Linked DNA regions of Mus musculus: region 1 is linked to region 2. The links are chromatin contacts, called in public Hi-C maps. All regions are on one chromosome and are shown on one strand. Each heading gives the region's core, a stretch centred on a gene start, on an enhancer-like site or on the middle of the called end of the contact. The rest is flanking DNA. Distances are from core to core; before and after follow the strand shown.

The links. Hi-C and Micro-C count contacts between places; a contact is called where the count stands out from the background.
Region 1: a contact with region 2 is called in a Hi-C map of olfactory sensory neurons, with 1.6 times the contacts expected there. The contact joins two enhancer-like sites. A contact is called at or near these places in 7 of 484 Hi-C or Micro-C datasets (the HPC-7 cell line, the N1E-115 cell line, cerebellar granule neurons and 3 more).

The regions. Positions count from the first base shown.
Region 1 is chr17:63,170,395-63,177,978 of GRCm38.p6, forward strand. All of the region lies in intron 7 of Fbxl17 (F-box and leucine-rich repeat protein 17), which reads right to left. Among named protein-coding and RNA genes, the nearest start is that of Gm41607, 120 kb to the right of the region's middle. Within about 2 kb of position 2,752, at least 16 of the 459 cell types and tissues checked have an H3K27ac peak or open chromatin away from gene starts, as enhancers often do. A contact at or near this core is called in olfactory sensory neurons, where this site is marked.
Region 2 is chr17:63,004,572-63,011,730 of GRCm38.p6, forward strand. No RefSeq gene overlaps it. Among named protein-coding and RNA genes, the nearest start is that of Gm34230, 18 kb to the right of the region's middle. Within about 2 kb of position 3,845, at least 47 of the 459 cell types and tissues checked have an H3K27ac peak or open chromatin away from gene starts, as enhancers often do. A contact at or near this core is called in olfactory sensory neurons, where this site is marked.

The DNA.
Region 1 (7,584 bases), core at 1,502-4,001, 160 kb after region 2:
TCCTAGGCTAGCCTAGAACTCACTAGATATGTATCCAAGACTGACCTCCACGTCCTGCGTCAGCCTCTGAAGTGTTGGGATTACTAGGCTGTGACGCGCTGTGCTATGCTTACCTGAGCACACAACCTGCTCTATTAGGACAGTCATTACTGGAAGCCATCAGTTACAATGTCACGATAAAGAAAAGACAAAAACCAAAACAACAACAACAAAACTCATCAGAACTCAAGAAACAAAACCCTAAAATATTTGGAAAAGCAAGAGTTGAACTACCAAAGAAGAAACTGTTTTCTTATTTCTATGACACCCAGGTTCTGATCTTCTAGTAACATATATGTATTTGCACCAGTAAAAGGGTTACCCTTGGAGTTAGGAGCTGTTTGGCTGTGGTACTAAACACCCTTCCCATTCATCCACCTATTAAGGACCTACTTACTGTAGGTGGGCACTGTTAGTCACTAATGGAAAAAATAGACATGACTCTTGTCCCAAGAAGGTAAATAAAAAGTTAAACAAAAGTGTGTGTGTGTGTGTGTGTGTGTGTGTGTGTACAGACATACAGTACAAATCACATATGATTGGGTCGCATTACCACTATCATAGTTCCCTTTACCCTAAAGTATAAACACCCAGCATAAAATATGTTTACCCTGGGATCACAGGATTTCAAGTTATTTCTTTACTACACCCTAAGTCATATTCACTCAGCACAAAAAAGTCAACAACTTTATTGTTTGGAAATTCCTTGTAGGCTTTTTATAACAACAACAAAATCTTGGGGGGTGGGGAGAGGCAGAGTCTTTCCTAGGAACATCATCAGGCTGTTCACAACATCTAAAAATCCAGGACAATTACAGAGACTTCACTTCCTTATGCAAAGGAGACCCAGCACATCCATCAAACACAGGGTTGAGGGACACAATGATGACTATTTCTGCAGGAGCTTGTAGAGATGTATTGTGATTTCAGCCTAACACAGACATGTGAAACAGCACAGCTGCCAACTTGTATTTCACTTGTGCGGGGGTCAGCCAGGTGCCGGCAAAGGCTCACACTGAGTGGAGAAGTTTGTCTGAAGCAATCACTCTGCTATGAGCTTTGACATGATGAGCTCTCTGACGGAACAACCACAACAAAGCAGCACAGGGCAGAGCGCATGGGCAAAGCATTTACAGCTCGGAATTATGCTGGGGGTAAACATTATTTCTTAGAGAATAAACACCATGAAATTACTGATTATCTGTCCTTTTCAAAACATACTCAAAGTGAAGAGTAGTGAAATATAATACAAACTCTTGTTTTACAAACTACTTGTATCTTAACCACACAAGATGATAACGCTGAGCCAAGATTGGTACCTGCCCAGTTCCCATATTTTAGACTAAGAATCTTAATAAAATGTGTTTCCATTTAATGCTGTGCCATTATCATTAGTACACAGTTAATACTTTATATAGAATGGATAGCTTTATCTTCAAAGCTGTTTATAGGCCGCTAATAACTGAGACCCCAAAGACCTCAATTTACATAAGAAGAAGGCAAGGCTACACTCACTCAGGTATACAAATCACAGCCATGTAGACAAAGGCTCTAAGAACTCATAATCTCTTCTTTTTGGATTTGGTCAGGGATGGCTGGCTAATTGGAGGAACTCATGAAAGCACCTTACAATCCAATTAGCACTTCAGTGCAATTAAGTGCTAGAGACGTCCCTATTCCACAGGGACAGGCTTTGATCTTTCAGTGAAAAGTGTCCTTCCTTAAAGCTGCGGTTTTGATTTTTTTTTTCCTCAGTAATTAGTGCTAATTGTAAACCCAAGCCTGACCTGCTATAAACAGAGTGTTTTACTGCATTTGACACAAGGACCCTAAATCAGTGTTCTCTTTTGTCTATATTGTACTTGCTTATTAGAAGCCTGGCTATTTTGCTCATCGTTTGATGCACAATGGGTAAGTACATAGTGAAGTCAGCTGAGACAAACGCCCTGATCGGAAGAGCTGCATGGGTATTTTCACTCATGTCTTTAAGCCCACTTACCACAAATGTAGTTGATTGAATTTCATTTAAGGAATATACTGTAGTTTTTCTACACAAAGAATGACTATTCAAAGGCAGTTTCTAAAGAGGTTTAGTGACCCTTGTATGTTTGGAAAATAAAAACAAAAGGAGAAAATGGTCTTTTCATGGGAACAAACAAAGAACTGCACACTGAACACAGCAACTGCAGAAGTCTGGATTTTTTTTAAAAAGCCCATTATAACAATATCTGCTAAATTAACTCATTGTTGGGATTCATGAAAATGAATTAAATTATAGCCCAATGACTGTGTAGACCAGTAAGATTTCTCTACAGGTAAAGGAGATGCAAAATATAAAGTCCTAGACGATCACTAAGGCATAGGTAAGATCCTTTGAAATTAGCAGGCAGTTTCTATGCAAATGAAAAGCAGCTGGGAGCAGGATGGGAGGTTCTCCCTCAGACAGCTTTAAATATACACCATCCCACTGCTCAGCAAATGCTTCTTCATTGAAAAAAATATTGTATCACAAATGGAGTTAAGCCTACCTAGTCCATGAGACACTGACAGCAGACATTGAATTAGGACTGATTTAGTGGTCTGAAGTAGAAGTAGTCTAATGTGTCCAGACATGCAATTATTGCAGGAAAAAAATGTATCTAAATACATACATTACACAGAGAATGCAAAAACATCCCCAAGTTGTCTTGCACCCCTGAGAAGCAGGAGGAGTTTTCCCTTGAGAGAAAAACAAACAAACAAAAAACCCAGATCCTAGAAACAGTATGTTAACTAAGGAGAATCTGGTTAAATAAGACTAAAATAATCCAAAGGTGGGAGGGACAGTCCCTCACTTTAGCTTTTTCTTACAAGAGAGATGATCTGTACATAAGGCTAAGTTGTGTTCTTGAGACCAATATGACTTGGAGGCATGACAAGATTAGGAACCAATTTGCCTTGTGGATCCACTGTCTACACCACATGCCCTTCCTGGGGGCCTTGTGAGTTTGCACTTCCTCCCTTCACCCCTCATCTTTTCTCCCCTTTCTACACACAGTTATATAAGCCAAAGAGGTGGGTGATACTTTAGAGGTCATTACAATACCAACAGCTTGGCAAGGGCTGATCTTTCTAAGTTCCAACTGAAGACTAGACCTCAGTCACTGGCAGTCGGCTGTGCACATCTCTAGGACCATCATGAATGATGTAGATAGGTAAGTTTATTTACAGAGAGCTTGCAGCTCCTACATTAAGACCCAAATACTATACCTTACCTAACATGCACCCCAAAGTCAGTAGAAATAATACCATAGATAAAGAATAATGGCAAAGTATCAATGTTTTCTGTTACTGGAAATCACTTTCTGTGATGCATTCTACTTTCTATATTCCCTGTATCATGTGGCCACCTATGAGTTCATGAAACCTCAGGTAGTACATGTACAATGACAAGCTGAAACGGGAACAGTCTATACAGAACAGGACAACTTGGACAGCACACTAGGTTTATTTTAATATTTCCCCGAATTTTGCTGAATTACACTTAAAAATAAAATTTGAACACTCATCAGGCAATATTCTGACTGGAGCTTAAGTTTCAAGTCTATGATAACCAGGGTGTCATGGAAGAAAGGCCATAGCAAAGAAGAGGAATAATGAGGGTAACCGTTTCCAAAGAATCAACAAGTTCTCTCATGTAGGTTTCCTTGTGTACATTATAGGGGGGAAAAGGCTGGGTCTCCGAAAGATAAGGAAGCTTGTTTAACAGCACAGTCTACAGGAGGCAAAGCCCCAACATAAGCACACATCCCTCGCTTTCAGCTTTCAGCTCCCAAGCCGTGTGTACATCAGGAAGCCATGTGTGCATCAGGAAGCTCCTGAGAATGCCAAAGTTTACTCATAAGAACAAAGCAAACCGAGGAGTAAGCACAAACACACAGTCCTGATCATGAAGAGGGCAGGGCCATTTCTTCTCATCTGAAAAGGCAATTAGCCACTTCTTTCAGAGTAGACACATCTGTTGCTCTTGATATACTATTCATAAATATGGAAAACACTGGACAAGTCATACTATACCAGGCCCATGAAAAAGTAGTTGAAAAAAATGTGGTCTTGACTTTAAATACATGTGATGAATCATTATAAAAATTCATTGAACCACAACAAACTTCTCTTAACACAAAACTTACTGGAGATGTCTGTAATTTGTCTAGTAACTCAGAAATAAATCAAAATGACCTATGAGCAAGCATGGAGAAGGAATGCACAGGAAATGCAGTGTGCCTTTGCATCAGAAAGCTGATGGCTCTCACTTGGGAGCCCAGTGGCTGATTTTGGATAAAACTCTGATAACCTAGTTATTGCTCCTCACCAACAGGGCAAAGCATATCAAAGCAGTAAAGGGAAAGGAAGAAGATACTGAGAAACTCAGGACCACCAAGGCACCAAGAGCTCTATGGTTCCCTCAGCACTGACTCTAGAAAGAAGGTGGTATATGTTAGTGCATCACAGAATCCTGCAGGAGAGACTTAATCCAGGCTGCATTTAGGAAAAAATGTTACTGGAAGCCTGGACGCCATGGATTTGCCCTGGTCTGTGCTTCCTTCAGTGTAAAAGCAGGATAAGCAGAGCTAAGAGAAGCTAGGGTCTTGTGAAACTGAAAATACTTACAGCCTGACAGAAAAAGCTTTACAACTCCTCAAGCCCTTCCTCTGGGTTGTGGAAAGCATGGCTGGATAGCAGTCCACACCTCACTAGGTCCAGTGGGAATGGCCCATCTGAGCCACCTAGAAGCTCTCAGCATATGGGTGGTGTGCTCCACTATAAAGCAGTTTGCTAGAGCCTTGGAGAATACAAAGTGTCTTAAAAGCCTTCAGGGCTAGGGTGATAGCTCAGTTGGTCTCGATGCTCACAATGCAAGTATAAGGATACAACAATGCTCATGTGAGAGACCTGGCACAATCATGGGGGCCAGCACTCTCAGCACTGAGGAGGCCCAGACAGAAAGATCCCTGGGGCTAGCCAGACTCCTCGACAAATCTGTGTGCTCAGGTTCACTGACGACATTGTCAGCCATTTGATGCTGACCTTTGGCTTTTACGTGTGTGTGTGTGTGTGTGTGTGTGTGTGTGTGTGTGTGTACAGTGCGTACTCACTTTTCAGGAAAAATTATGAGCATTTCAATCAAGCAGAAACCAATTTATGGAACACTGGGAAAAATGACATTTCTTCTTAGTATTTCCAAAAGAATATTCAGAAGTTGAAATCTTAAAAGTTATTCATTGGCACAAGCAGGGTAATAAAATTAAATCATTTCAAATGCCCTTGCTAAAATATTTTTTTCCCTTAAGATCAAAGTTTGTGCTCTAATTTCCTTCAGTTGATCCTGTCTCAGGGCTGTTGGAGGCTTGTGCTCCCCAAACGGAGCTCACTGGAAACAGTGATCCAGGCAAGCGAGCCAGCAGGTCTGAAGAACACTGCTGTAATTTAAACTATTCCTTGATCTTCCCCCAAAGCATGTTAGAGAATTGAATTTCCATAAAGCCTTCTAACCCAATTTGAACAGAATAATATGGACAGTGGGGAATAGATGGGTTTGATCAATTATGAATTTATATGATATGTTAGTAAGCTATTCAGACATACTTATACAATTCAGTATATTGGACATTAATGCCATGCTACCTCATTTTAAAATGCTGCATTTCAGAAAAATCTCACTAAAGCATATTTGCATATTTGGAAATCTAATTAACCCAAGCGTATCTTAAGGCTTTCAAGAAAGAACATACAATAACATTTTTGTCAGCTGAATGTTTGCTTGAGGCTATGTAAGGATTTTATCATCTGGTATAATTTAACCCTTTAGCTCCCCTTTCTTTACTATGAACCGGCTGTTCAATCAGGGACTGGAGCAGGTGGGAGCTTCTCTTCATTTGGGATAAAGACTTTATTGAAAAGGAGGACTCCGGCCCATTTAAGAGCACACCTAAAAGCAGGGTTGTGCTGTGTCACTTATAAATCCTAGCACCCGGGTGGGAGGACTCTGAGTCGTGGTCCAGTCTGCACTAGTCAGTGAAACCCTTTAAAACAAAACAACAAGAGTCTGTCTTGGAGTGCAGGGATGGCTGTCTCAAACCTCACCCAAGATCCTCTGCTCCCTTTCTTCCCAAAGATAGCCTTTCCCCCACAAGCCTTGAGAGATTTGCATCACAATGCAGACAGAGCAACACACCCTCAGGATTCTGTGGAGAAATATTTAAACGGCCAGGTGCCCAGAAAGAGGCACTGACCCATCTGGCCCCACAGCCGCTACCTTCTCTCCCTTAAATTTCCTACTGGGCCAATAGGGCAGTTCACAGGCCCCCTTGGCACCCTACTAAAGCGCAGAATTGATTTCTATGTGCATGTTATGTCTGTTTGCTTGGTGGAGAAGGCTAGCCCACAGCCACGCTCTACTGAGGTGATTTTCCTTTTAAGCTTTGGTCATTTATCTCAACAGAGTGAAAACAGACCAGTTATTATCTTTACTACTTTTCTGTAAAACTTACTACATACAGAGGCTCTAGCTACCAAAACAACAACAACAACAACAACAACAACAACAACAACAACAACAACAAAACAAAAACAAAAAAACAAATCAAACCAAAAAAACAATTTCCCCCGGAGACTCCCTCCTCTCCTTGATAGTGAGATAAAGGAAATGGAAGCTGTGTGGATTCTTTAGGTAGAAAACAACCCACAGAGAACTGTGCCATGACACACACACACACACACACACACACACACACACACACAGTACACTGCTCAGCAGTAGAGTTTGCCTGCCTACCATGCTGAGGTGTTAGATTCAAGTTCTAGTGCTGAAGGGAAGTTAGGGAGGGAGAGGAGAAGGAAAAGGAATGAGGGAGAAGAGATTAGGAAATCATAGAAGAATGTAGTCAGTTCTACTGGAAAGTGTTCTTAAATCACAAATTATTACACAAGGGTGCATATCCTGCAGACCAAGCAGAGGAGCTGGAGAGGAACGGAGCAGGAAGGAGATGCTCTCGCTGAGGGCTGGAGTTTAGTTCCCACACCCAGGTCAGGAAGCTTACACCTGCTGTAACTCCTGCTCTAGGGTGATCTGACACCCCCTTCCGGCCTTTGAAGCAACTGTACTCACGTGGCATATACATGAGAGTAAAAATTGATCCTTTTTTTAAAAAGGGGGAGTGGACAATATGAGCATGATGTAAATGTGTTTGCACATATCAAGTACCCTTGAAAACCACTAGACGACCACGGAACACTGTCCCACAGCTAAGTGAAGCAAGTTGGACTTCACCTCGCACAGGAAAGCACAAGCTGGAAGTGGCTCTCTGCTCCTGTATTTCACCAGCGTGGCACGGCCCGGGTGTGAGCCAAACTCATCCAAATCCGGGGGTCATCTTTCTGTCTGACTCCAGATAACTTCTGGGGACACTTCACTATAACCTTCCTTAACTGTTAATCAGCATACAGCGGAACATGATTCCAGGTTTTGTTTTGGGTTGGTCCCCCCTCCTCAGGTTCCTCACCCAG
Region 2 (7,159 bases), core at 2,595-5,094:
CACCATGCAGAACTCGGATCCTGTCTTCTAATTGTCTTTAAAAATCTTGCACTAGATTGGCCCTTCCTGAATTGATCCACAGGAAGTCATCTGATTAGCCAGATACAAACAGAATTCCTTGCCATGGTGCACAATGTATTCATGGGTTTCAGGTGTGAATTTGTGGGCATCTTGGGAAAGGCATTATCCCTGCCTAACACGCCCGAGACAGAGAGGAAAGGACAGGAAAGTGGGTAGGAACTTGGTAAAATTCACAGAAAAACATAACTCAACAAGGCACCTATTACCACTGCCTAGTGTCTGAGAGCTTATGAGATAGGTAGTCTAGACTCAGGGCCATTTGCATATTTTGTGTACACAGTAAGTCCTCAAACTGGTAAGGTCTGTACTCATCCTCTTTTCAGATTGGAAGAAAGCAGGAAAAGGAAGTTGTATGACTTGTCTGAAATCCACACACATACAGACAGACCTTCCCCAGCCATTAATCCCCTCGCAACTAATCCCCATTCTCTCTGTTGTCTGGCCTCATACAGCTGTACATTTCTGTAGCCTTCTTTCCCCCTGTAACTCCCAGACCTGCTTAACTCTACATGGAGAGGTGGGGGTAAAAGCGATACTTGGCAAAACCCTCCAGCAGGTAGCTCTTAGGGGATTTGTTTTTCTTCTTATTCTTGTTGTTCAAGAAGACAGACGATAATTAAAATGTCAGAGCCCTTCATGCTTCCTTGATCAAGATAACTACTTTCCCACAGGTGATCGAAAAGAAGGAAAATGTCTACTGTGGGAGGAGGTCAGAAATGATTCTACAACTGAATGAAGCTGGGAAAACTGAGCGCCCTGAGCTCAAGGGACAGAGACTGCAAGCTCCAGCTGATCCAGGACAAGTGCTCTCCCATGAGGTCTTCAAGAGGCCCCATCCCCAGAGCCCCATCTGTAGGAGCTCCACAGGAGCTGATTCCCAGAGGGCCTGTCCAACAGCTTGCTAATTCCACCCAATCTCTTCAATTCCGCTAATTCCCAGTTTCAGAAACAGAGGCAGCAGCTGTCAGGATCAGCAGCTGTGTTCTTTGCCTCTGTAGCTCTACCTGTCCCTTCTCCTCTTCAAGCTAACGAAGTGGATCACACACAACTAGAGGGAAAAGAGTAAGCGCTTTGGATACAAAAATAAAGAAGTACTATAGAGTTACAGCACCACACAGTTATCAGGCCTACTGAAGAGGACAAGGGGAGCATTAACCTCCATGTCCTGGATGTCAGTTAAGCAATCTCCCCAACACCTATGTGCTCTCTTGGTTAAGGAGTCAATTTTTAATTGTTCCAGTCTACTGTTGACTGGCTCACAGTTCCATTGTGTATGTGGCAGCACCTGGCCTGTCTGTCCTATATCTGATCAAGAGATGACACGTCTCGCTGTTGGGAACAAGTTGCTATCAAATTTCCATATATATTTTTTTTTTCAAAAAATCACTTTCTCGTTTTGGTTCTTGCATGTCTATGTACCACATGTGTGTCTGCTACCACAGAGGCCAGAGAGAGTGTCAGATCCCCTAAACCTAGAGTGGCAGGCAGTTGTGAGCTACCAAATGAGTGCTAGGAACCAAACCTAAGTGCAAACAGTGCTCTTAACCACTCTAACTAGGCATCTCTTCTGCCCTCACACTTTCAATTTCTGTCTTTATTTCAATGGCAATGTAAAACTCCTTTAGAGGCATCATGGGGAAACTCTGGTTTATGAGACGTGAGCCTCGCAGATTTGCAAAGGAAGAACAGCAAATGTGGGGCTTACGGTGGTTCTGACGGATAAGGAAGGGTGGGAGGTTGTGTTGGACCACTAGGCTGCCTCAGTATTTGTCTTTGAATGAAATGGGGCAATCCCTGTGAAATGAGAGAGAGAGAGAGAGAGAGAGAGAGAGAGAGAGGAGTGTTAGAATTCATCCAGGTATTGTTTGTGTGCCCGGAATGGAGGTACCCAGACTATTTAACCACTGGTGTAATCCAGGCAAACAGATCACAGGGGTTCCAACCTGGACACAAGAGTGCCCAACACTACAAGGCTGGCAAGAGATCCAAAGTCAGATGGAAGACAGACAGTGTTCATGAGAAACTGTGATGCTTAGTATATGCTTGGCCCACGGAGTGGCACTATTTGAAGGTGTGGCCCTGTTGGAGTAGGTGTGTCACCATGGGCATGGGCTATAAGGTCCTTATCCTAGCTGCCTGGAAGCCAGTATTCTGCTAGCAGCCTTCAGATGAAGATGTAGAACTCTCACTCAGCTCCTCCTGCACCATGCCTGCCTGGATGCTGGCATGTTCCCACCTTAATGATACTGGACTGAATTTCTGAACCTGCACACCAGCCCCAATTAAATATTGTCCTTATAAGAGTTGCCTTGGTCATGGTGTCTGTTCACAGCAGTAAAACCCTAACTTAGACAGGGGTGATGGACAGATGTCATGGTCTTGAGCCTTGTGTGATGGGAAAGAGGAAGTTGTTATTTTGGAGAGCACAGCACGTGAGGAGGGATATTTGATAATGGAATATCAAAGATTTAATTTTCAACATAGTGAGTCTGTAATCTCCAATAGAACTCCAAAGGGATGTGAGAGATGTTGGATGTACAAATTTTGGACCAGGAGGGAGATGTCTGCGCTGGAATGTGAATGGGAAGGAAGCCAATATTTAATGCTATGGGGTTCGTGGAGGCAGCAAGGTAATAAAGTCAGAGAGATAGGTGCTCTGAAAAGAAGAGGTGGGGAAAGGAACAACTAGAGAGGGGGTGGGGGCGAGTCAAATGGGGCTCAGGGCAGTGCAGTCCCCTCACAGCTAAGGGGAAGAGGCTTGAGCGGAGGACTTGGATAAGTTTCCACTCTCTGCTTTCTGTATCTGCTAAACGGGAATATTAATGCCCACATGATGTTACTATGGGATTATAAATGAGTTAATCCGTCTAAGAAGTATGTACTAAATGCAGTCTCTGTGCCAGGGACTTGAATTAGAGTAACAGAGAACTCCCCAGCTCAATGAGGAGATTACATATTTGTAAAACACCTAGCCTCACGCTTGACCCCAGAAGTCCTCAATATGGAGCTCTTTGCTCCGCGTAGTAATTGCCTCTGTGAGGCCTATGTGGATTCGCACTCTTCCTTGGCTTCTTGAGACCAATTAAAATTACTTACTGCTCATTAGTCAGAACGGGTAAGCGAGGGAATCTACTTTCTCCAGTTTTTTCAACCATGAGTTTATTGCTATGATACTTCACAGAATGTGTGGATTCCCTTTTTCATATGGGGAACAAAAAAAAATAAAAATAAAAACTCACTTTGGCACTTAAGGACAAGTGTTACCTGGGCTGACCTGAGGAGGCCTTCAGGACACGAGACAGGGAAGTTGCTAGCTCATACAAACCAGGTGCACACAGCTCAGCTTCAACTCGCTCAGCTTCAACTCGCCACCTCCCACATTTAGAAGGCGAGGTAATGAAGCAAGAAACCAATTTCAAAGAGCATGGGGAGGCTTACGGCAGGGCAGCCAGGGACACAGGGACCAGGGCCTGCTCTCTCCCGCTGTGTCATCTGTGGTCTGGGGAAGGAAGCATGGAGATGTTCGTCACATCTACCGTCTTCGGAATACACACGCGGCTTTTCGTCAGTGAGAGTTACAACTTTTATTTTCCCACAAGCCAAGGGTCTCTTCCTTCACTTAGTTTTCTCAGTCTTTCAGAAGCCTGGGGGTCTGGAAGGATGCCTCCTCTTCTTTCCTTCTCCACCCTCTCCCTATAGTGTCTTACAGGCTGCAGCTGACACCAGGCGCCACAGGCAATGTAACCAAGGTAACTCCAAGCCCCAGAGCCCAGTTGAACCTCCCTGGGGGATAGCTGGGAGGCCACAGGCTGCAAGCAGTCAAGGTTGAATAAATGCCCAGCTGCCTTCTCTCTCCCTTGCCATTGCTCTTCCCATCTGAACTGCTGCTGAGGGACGCTCCTTGGAGCCAACTGTTTTCTCTACAGCCCTGGGTGACATTGCACAGGCCATCCAGATTCTCTTACAACGCCTTTGTTTTGATCTGCGCAGCTCTGTGGAGCGTCTTTGGGGCCTTGTCATGTTAACAAAAACAAATGTAATAATATGCACTTAAAAAGGCTCACCCGTTTTGATATTTTAATAAGCTCTTGATTCTATAGGGACCTCTGGAGCTTTTAAAAGTTTAAAGTTAATAAAGAAAGTAAAAGAAAAAAATATGAATTGTTTTTAATTATTATGGTGCAGGATTAACCAGGCCAGTTGTGTATAATTAGACAGTAGCTACCTTGCATAGTAGAGGCAGTAAATAGGCCCAGAGGGGAGCTGCCAGAAGGCTGAGGTGTTTACAAGGCACTAGAGATGTCTTCACCAAGCACATAATTCCCATTGCAGTTACTATTGCTTTTATAATGGATGTGTTCATTACAACCAGAGACACATATGCACATCCATCATCTACCCTGCGCATAGGACTCTGAAGTGCAGGATGGCAGGGAAGGGTGTGTGCTAGACGTTGGTGGGGAAATTATTAGGAGAGGCCATTAGTGTGCAGGTTCGGGTGGTTTTATTTTCGTTGCCTTCAACTGAGAGGAATTTTAAGAGGCTAAAAAAAAATTGCCAAAGGAGTGATAATTAAGATATTGCTAAGACAATTGATTTTGTTTTCTTGAGTGTGCATTTAAAATCGCCCCAGCGATGCTAGTGTCTAAAGCAAAGGGGCCAGCGTTGTAGGGCCTTATTGTGAACTATTCCTGTGTCCATAGAAAACTGACTCCTTAATTCAACAGTTTTGGTTGTTAGCATATATATTTCAGGCATTGTCTCGGGTATAAGAATTAAAATAATGACTCAAGAAAGAATAGCTATTTTTCTTTTCCAGGATTCTATACAGGCCATGCTTCCAAATCTACCAGAGAGTGGTCAAAACTCACTGGCTCCCTCCCTAGACTTGATGATCTGGGGTAGTATCTCCAGGGGGGTAGCCTGGCACTCTAGGGGGGTAGCCTGGGCATATAATTTGGGGAACTTGTTTGGGCTATTCTGGTAGATTCTGACTCTGGGGAGCAGAGTGATAATTAAAAAATGAAATGTGTCGAGTGCCAAAAAAACAAGGGTCTTCCGTGAGCTTCCCACCCTCTACTCTTGTAAGCAGATGAAAATGCCCTTTCTGGATTTCCGTCTTAACAGGCAGAGTTCCCAGGAAGCAGTCTCTGAGGAGGAAGGGTATAAAGGCATGGTCTCAGGACAGATAAAGCGTAGCTGGGGATAAAACGAATCAGCCGTCGCCCATTTCCAGGAAAGCAACCTTGTCCAGCTTTAGCATTATTTCTAGGGAGTCAATGACTGACAGTTAGGGGTTGTCGCCTCCAGAACAAAGGCCTCTCTCCAACAGGGCCATCCAACACTACACATCATAGCATCCTACATAGATTTAAAATGTAGGTTAGGAGTACTCCACAAGATAAGAAGCTATTCATTGTTTTGCCTTAGTCCATAAATAAGTGTGCTTTTGACAAGAACTTTTGGATGTTATTCATTTTTGTTATAAGAATCATCTGGTAACGATTATCTGTCACACCATGAGTTCCAGTGCTGGTTGGACTGCCCCAAATCCTGTTCTTCTCCCAAGCCTCCTAGTCTGTCCTCTAAACCTCCACAGGGGCTGAGAAGTCACATTCCAGGGAAAGAATCCATTAGTTTTGGTACCAAACTGACAGGTTCCACTTACCATTGACTTCGACCCCTATAAAAAAGAGACCATTCTCCAATCTGCATTTGCTGAATATTTTTCTTGACCTTCCCACTCAAGGGTGAGATGCTTTATGCTGCACTCAGACAAAGAGCATCAACCCTGTATCTCTCTGTTCCTGCATCCAGAAATAGGGGAGTTAATCGAAGCAGCTTGCGTGGTTCCTCTGGCTCTAGGGCTCTATGATGCCTCAAGTCTGAAATTTTGGATGAGGAGAAGCAGACATCCTTGTGATTAAAACCAGGCAAGGCAGGGAGACGTCTAAATAAAAGGCTAGCCTGCTAGAATACAAGTGTTATATAGCCCTGCTAATGCACTATGCCGTTGGAAGGAGACATTTGTTCCTTCATCTTCCTCATCTATCCTTGTGGAGACTCTGTAGGGTAGGGAAAGTCAAAGGCTGTAGCTAAAGGTATTAGTAACAGGGGAAAAAGGATTAACAATTGAGTAACACATTCGGGGTCCTCTGAATTGTGTTGGACAAGCAAACAACATTTCATCCTCAAAGTGTCTTTTCCGCCCCCCTCACGTTCCTCTCTCTTTCAATCAGAAACTTAGGATAAGAAATATCAATTATATTTCCCAATTTCTGTTTATTCAAAAAACAATCTCTTATTAAGCTGCTCCATCCTTAGGCATGCGCAAGAATATTTCAAAACATGAAATATTCCAGGAAAGCTAGAACTCTCTGTTCTGGGAATTGCAAGAGCAAATGAGTTTACCAGGAAATCGTAGGCTAAGCGTGGGTACAGTTGGGCAAACACTCGGACACTGGGTGCTGGTTGTCAGCTCGGTTAACAAGTGAGCAAGGCGTCTTCGGTGTACTCACTAGGAAAACAGTTGTTAAGACTTTGATCGTCAATCATGCTCCATTGGGTTGGCCAAACATATATTTTGCACAAATACACATCTGCATAGCGCATTCACAATATTCCTCTCTCTTCCCCTTGGAACTGGAGATGAGACTTTTGGGACAATCTGTCAGGCATGGCAATCAGGTGACTGTTGAAACCTAAAAGGAGACTTAGGAAATGGAATGGCCTCAAGGATCTGGGTACCAGAAAGAAATCTATGATGAAGCAATTTACCAACAACAAAAAAGGAAGGTCAGCCTTTGTTGCATTGTATAGACAGTGGTACACACACACACATACATACACATACACACACACACACACACACACTTATCCCCATGACATAACTGGAGGCATAGTAGAAAGAATTTAAAGAGAAAAACTTGAGAGAGGTAGTAGAGAAGACCCAAAACTTCCCTATTCCCTGGGGAAGGTGAACACTTCTAAGGCATTTAAAAATTGAGGTTGAATTAAACTCCAGGAAATATCTCCTATTGTTGGTAACAATTCCACACTGGCCTACTGGGACAGAGCA